Linked DNA regions of Oryctolagus cuniculus: region 1 is linked to region 2. A link is a contact called in public Micro-C data. All regions are on one chromosome and are shown on one strand. Each heading gives the region's core, a stretch centred on a gene start, on an enhancer-like site or on the middle of the called end of the contact. The rest is flanking DNA. Distances are from core to core; before and after follow the strand shown.

Region 1 (3,254 bases), core at 496-2,995, 170 kb before region 2:
TGTTCCCACCACTAGAGAGGACCCCTGCGGGGAAAGGCAAGGGTGACCAGCAGGGAGCAGAAGTGACCGAGCAGCGCCACAGCAGCGGGAGTGGCCAGAGGACCTGCGGCGTGGCCACCGCCTCCCAGGGCGGGGGAGCACCTGGAATGCCACGCCTTTCCCTCCCCGTGCCCCCTGCGCACTCACAGGCCAGGCGCAGGTGGACGGTCTCCTGGGTGCTCTTTGCCGCGAAGTCTGCGTGGCAGGTGAGCCCGGTGCCCTGGTCCTGGGGCCGGGGGGTAAGGCTGAGCACTGAGAAGTGGGAGCGCAGCGGTTGGGTTGCATGGGCGGAGACGGCTGCCCCCGTCCAGGAGAAGGTCGGGGCTGGACAGTGCTCAGAGGTCAACTTAAACACGCAGACGGCGTTTGCCGGCTGCCCGGGCTCCAGCATCCCGGGGATGAAGATGTCTGGCTTCTGAGTCAGGGCTGTGGGAGAGGGACAGTGTAGCTCTCCAGGGGTGCCCTGAGGAACCCCTCTGGCCCGGCCCAGGTCCTTCCCCAGTGGGAGGGACGGGGCTTCCCATCAGATTCCACACCTGCCACATCCAGGTAGAGCCACTGCTTGAAATTGTATTTCACTTGGGGCCCTCTCTCCAGCCGAAAGAGGTACCAGCCCGAGTCTTCCCTCCGCGCCTCTCTGAGCAGCAAGGAGCAGTTGTACTGGCTGGGGTCGCCCATGAGCAGGAATCGGCCCTGGGTGTCCGCCTGTACCTCCCTATCTGGGCGGTTTGTGGCCACTGGGAAACCGGAAATCGTGTGCGTCTCGCTTCTGAACCAGTAGCCGTACGCCGGGGTATCAGAAGTCCAGCTGTCCTGGGGGTATGTGAGGGAGCAGGGCACGAAGACGCACAGGCCCTCCTGCACCATCACGGAGCTCGCCGCTTGCAGCCGGTACTCCTGAGCCCGGGTCCCTGTGGGCAGACCGAGGCTCAACCCGCAGCCCCAGCCCCGACCAGGCCCCCGCGGCGCCGGCCCACTTACCCTCCGACAGCAGGGACAGCAGCAGAGGCAGCAGCATTGTGGCTTTAGGAGGCACTGGGGCACGGTCGGCACCCTCGCATTCCCCAGCCGTGCTTGTACCCAAGGGGAAGCCGAGGGCGGGAGCTGAGCCCTGGGAACCGAGGCGTGAAGGGAGCCCAGATGCGGTGGGACCCCCTCCCCCTTCGTGGCTGGGGCCTCCCCCACCCCCCCGCGGCCCCCTGGCCTACGTGGCTCTCTGCCCGCCGCCTGCTAGATGGGGTCCTGCCCCAGATGCCGCTGGTGGGAGGGGAGGGGAGGCTGTGTCTGGCTCCGGGAGGCTGTGGCTGGGTGGGGGTGGGGGTGGGGGCTCTCCCTCTGGGCCCTGGTCATTGAGGAAGCAGAAGTGAGAGTTGTCACTGGGGAGGCCCCTGTGGTGGTGGGGGGGGGCAGAAGAAGAAGGGGTTTTGGAGGGAGTAGTCTTCCGTGCTGGAGTGCACAATAAAATTTGCAGATAAAGAACGGACACCCTGTGGCCTGTCTTGCTCCCTGCCCTAAACACTGTGTACAATATACTTGCACTAAAAAAAAAAAAAAAAAGGCAAAAAAATCATTTTTTTTTAAACTCCCGAATTTAAATGTAACGAGGCATTTTGCATTTTTGTTCTAAACCTGGCAATCCCGGGCTGGTCTCTGCCCCACCTCTTCATCCAACCTGGTGAGCACACTGACCCCTGGCCCCCACCAGGCCGCTGTCCACGTCCATCTCCCCTCCCCCGCCCGTCTCGCTTGGGCAACACTGACTTGTGATCGGAACACCCGCTATCTGAAGCTGACGTTGCTGGCAGGCACGCCAGGCGGTGACGACACAGCCGGAGGTGGGGGGAACGTAGCTAAATGAAGTCTCCCAGACGTTCCCTCAGCCCCTCAGCCCGGAAACTGCTCTGACCCAATCATGCAGAGACACGGTGCTCACCCTGTCAGCCGCACGTACGGCATGCGCCAGGCGCCCCACCGCCCACAGCGCCCCAGCTGCTGGGACACCTCCATAGGGGGACCCCAGTTCCTGCTGGCACACAGAGGCCAGGACGGGGCTCCTGTCCCCATCCTGCCCTTGTCCTCACATCCAGGGTGTGGGTCGGTTCCAGCAGTTATTATAAAGGGGCCGGTGTTGTGCCCTGATGGGTTAAGCCGCCTGTAGCGCCACCATCCCCATCCAAGTCCCGGCTGCCCCACTTCAGATCCAGCTCCTGCTCATGCACCTGGGAGAGCAGCAGGTGACGGATGGCCCAAGTGCTTGGGCCCCTGCACCCACGTGGGAGACCTGGATGGAGCTCCAGGCTCCTGGCTTCCGCCTGGCCCAGCCCTGGCCGTTGCAGCCATTTGGGAAGTAAACCAGCGGATGGAAGACCTCTCTCTCTCTCTCTGTCTCTGTCCCCCTCTCTCTGTAACTCTGCCTTTCACATAAACAAAACAAATCTTAATAAAGTTATTCAAAACAAACGAGAGCACACAAGCTACCAACCATGATTCCCCGTTTTGCACGTTGACCCACACTTCTGTCAGCTGACACTGAGGGAGGCTGGGCTCAAGGTTCCTGGGAACGCCCCCCATCATTTCTTTGCAATTTCCTGTGATTTCATAGTTGCTTCAAAGTAAAGTTGAAATCAGTACCAACTAGGAGCAGGCATTTTGTGTAGCGGTTAAAACCCCTCTTGGGATCCCCGCCTCTCACATGGGAGGGCCTGGGATCGGCCCCGCCTCTGCCTCCGACCCAACTTCCGGCCGGTGCATTCCCTGGGAGGCAGCCCACGTGGGAGACCCAGGTGGACGTCCCGGCTCCTGGCTTTGGCATGGCCCAGTTCTGGCTGGTTCAATTATTTGGAGAGTGACTTGCCTCTCTGTCTCTGCCTCCGCCTTTCAAATAACGATCAGCCAAACAGTCATCATGTTTAAAAAGTGCAGGGTTTCTCAGTCTCCGCACTGTCCATATTTTGGGTCTGGGACCGTCCAGTGCTGCTGTAGGGGACAGAGCGGCCCCCCACCCCCACCCCGCTGGCTGCACTCCCAAGATACCACGAGCGCCCCCTGCCGTCCGATCTGGGACAAACAAGAACCGCTCGCAGGCATTTTTAGGTTGCCTCCTGCGCCCTGGGCTGCAAAGTGACCCCCGACGGAGGACCGTGCAGGTCCCAGCCACCGCCAGCACCCCTCCGTGCGGCAGCGGGGCCTGCGGGGGACTGGCTCTCCCCGATTCC
Region 2 (3,235 bases), core at 673-3,172:
ACAGTATGTAATTAGCCGATCTCCCTGTTCTTAACTATTGCTGGAGCTATAAGCCAGTTGCTAAGCCTCAGGAAGACTTTTCTTGGTGCCTCTCTGGAAGCCTGATTAGATTAGCTAAGAAGCCTCAATCCAATTAAAGAATCGCTGTTCTTCGTTTGATGTGATAGTGTTGTTGTGGCTACTGTTTATGTTTTTTAAAATTTATTTCCATTTTACGTGAAAGGTAGAAAGAGAGCTTCCATCCATTTGTTCACACCCCAAATGCCCACAGCATCTGGGACTGAGCCAGGATGAAGCCCAGAACCTGGAGCTCAATCTTAGTCTCCTGTACTGGGAGCAAGGACCCAACTCCTGGAGCCGTCACTGCCACCTCCCAGGGCGCACGCTGGCAGGAAGCTGGACTTGGGAGCTGAGCTGGCACTCAGAGGAGGCAGGTGTCCCAGAGGGATCGGAACCGGTGATAAAGGCCCACCTTAATGGCTGTTGTTTCTTTTTTAAACACTTATCTGATATTGATACAGACTGAAGTGACTTATAATAGAATTCCTGAAATTTTCTTTAAAACATTTCAGAGTAGAAGAAAGAAAGAAGCGGCTAAATTAAATAAGATTGGCAAAATGCAATTTTTGAAGGTGGTGAATTTTTCTTTCTTTTTTTTTTCAGATTTATTTTATTTATTTAAAAGTCAGAGTTACAGAGAGAGGTAGAGACAGAGAGAGAGGTCTTCCATCCGATGGTTCACTCCCCAGATGGCTGCAATGGCTGGTGCTGGGCCTATCTGAAGCCAGGAGCCAGGAGCTTCTTCTGGATCTCCCACGCTGGTGCAAGGGCCCAAGGACGTGGGCCATCTTCTACTGTTTTCCCAGGCCATAGCAGAGAGCTGGATTGGAAGTGGAGCAGCCGGGACTAGAACCGGTGCCCATATGGGATGCCGGCGCTTAAAGCCAGGATTTTCACGCGCTGCACCACAGAGCCAGCCCTGGTGAATTTTTCTTTACTGTTAGGTATACTTGAAATTCCTATTAAGATATTTTTGAAAGAGTCTCCCATATCCAGTAATTCTACACCCAGGTAAATATTTTTATATTCATGTATTTGTATGTTCATATTTGACACCACACAGGTTCACAAACACTTAGTGCAAAATTGTTCACAGTAGTTAAAATCTGTAAATAATCCAAAAGTTCATTAATAGCAGAATGAAATCACAGCGTCTTCATTCAGAAAATTACTATCCAGCAATGAATTTTTAGAAACTACATGGTTGAGTCTTAGGTATTATGCTGAGAAAATAAGACATAACAGAGTATATTTAATATTTTTCTGTTTACATACAACACAAATCAGCAAAATCACACTACATAGTTTGGGAACACATAAGTATGTAGCAAAACCATAAAGGAAATTGATGAATTAGTCAGTGTAACAGTCAAGACAGTGATTGCAATTAAGGAGGGGGAGGAGCCGTGACTAGTTAGGGTCACGTCACCGTGGTGACTTCTGGAATGCTGACACAGTCTCAACTTGGGTAGGGGGACATGGGTGTTTCTTCTACAAAAATCCATTAAGAGTCATGCTAGCCTTTTAGTAATTTGGGGGGTTATAGGTTTGTTACATTCTACATTTTAAAAGTTCAAAAAAATGGGTCAGTTAAACTCAAGTCCCTTTTCTTTCACATTAGGAGCGCTGTATACCATCTAGATTTAGGCTGCCTGAGGAAGGGAACTCTGTTCATAGGAGGCTAAGTTCTAATTTGGGTCTAACGGACAGGGCTGAGGGCTCAAATGCAGCCACAATGGACCAGCCCTGCAGGACCTGCTGTCGGTCTCCAGAGCCAATGAAAACGAACTCACTGGACACTGAGGGCCACCTTGCGGCTGCTCTAACACGCAGCAAAGAAAGGGAGGTCGGGGCTCATCTTCAGCTAAGTGACCTCATCGGGAAATAACCCAGGGACAGCTCATTCTTTTCCTGTGAGCTCCCCCTGCAGGGAATTTCTGAGTACATTTGAACCAGGAACTTTGGTTTTTAAAAAATCCGGGAAGTCCCCTTCATTCCAGAACACACATTCCGGAGATTGGAGAAGTCTGGAGATCTCTCCTGAATCCCATCCCACCCTAGGAGTTACCACTCCTAGCCGATAAAAGCAAGTGAACGCAGATGTTTCATAACCTTGGGACGCGCAGTGTTTCCCCTCTCACATTCCTATCTTGTGCCTCCAAATACCTCAAGGCAACTCGTGCCCATTCATCTACAACAGGTGCTCTTCCAACAGAATTAACAGGGAAGGTATTTTCTAAAAGTTGTATGTATTCATTTTCATCTTATTTGACAGAGACACAGAAAGGGGAGAGAGAGAGAGAGAGAGAGAGAGAGAGAGAGAGAGAGAGAGAGAGAGAATATCATCCATCCTCTGGTTCACTCCCCAAATGCCTGCAGCAGCCAGGTCTGGGCCAGGCTGACCCCAGGAGTTGGGAACGCATCAGAGTCTCCCCCTTGAGTAGTAGAAATCTGAGTACTGAGCCGTCACCTGCTGTACCAGGGTGCACAGTATCAGGAAATTGGATTACAAGCAGAGGAGCCAAGACTGGAACCAGACACTCTGATACGGATGCAAGCACCCCAAGTAACATCTTAACTGCTGTGCCAAATGTCCAGCCCCAGGAGGGGTATTTTTTAAAGTATGAGTTAGGTCACTGCAGTGTCTCAGCATCCGATTCCTGGAGTCTGCTGCAGAATCTAGGAATCTGTATTTATTCACAAAGCTCCCTGGTGATGGGGACGAGTAGCCAGATTCCCCTGATCTCTGGTAATTAAATAACAGCCTCTTTGCCTGAGAACTAGTGCTGGACCTTGAAAACACAGATGTATCTTTATAGTCCACACCCAAGCTCTGGCTATGGGGCTAGTGATACAGAAGCCCAGGTAAGCCAACACATCTCCAGGGGGAGCTGTTGTCCCCACATCCTGGGCAAGGTGCTCTGGGAGCCACTTGGCCCTCAAGGTAGCTGGTGGGGAAAAGCTAAGCTGTCAACGTTCCACTGTTCTGAGAAGAGCTTCCCCGGAACAATCAAGAGAGTGGATGATTAGAGTGAACTCTCCCCCACCACAAAAGGAAATCAACTCATCTGCACTGGGTCATCTGTGCTCCTTGACGCAGAAAGCACATGAGAGGCGCTTAGACAAGTAAGAGGAAGAACCTCTGGTACAACGGGAACCCTTATCTACCACACGA

The links. A called contact is a pair of places that touch in the nucleus more often than the background predicts.
Region 1: a contact with region 2 is called in a Micro-C map of ear pinna, with 8 times the contacts expected there. The contact joins the promoter of SIGLEC10 here to the enhancer-like site in region 2. A contact is called at or near these places in 2 of 6 Hi-C or Micro-C datasets (ear pinna and an unstated tissue).

Annotation. Positions count from the first base shown.
Region 1 is chr18:6,918,750-6,922,003 of mOryCun1.1, reverse strand. It overlaps SIGLEC10 (sialic acid binding Ig like lectin 10), which reads right to left and starts at 1,745. Exons shown (of 12, transcript XM_070062931.1): 1 at 1,248-1,745; 2 at 1,021-1,150; 3 at 576-950; 4 at 187-465. The coding sequence starts at 1,057.
Region 2 is chr18:6,744,593-6,747,827 of mOryCun1.1, reverse strand. The region is part of intron 2 of FPR2 (formyl peptide receptor 2); the gene reads left to right. Among named protein-coding and RNA genes, the nearest start is that of FPR2, 13 kb to the left of the region's middle. Within about 2 kb of position 1,922, at least 2 of the 8 cell types and tissues checked have an H3K27ac peak or open chromatin away from gene starts, as enhancers often do.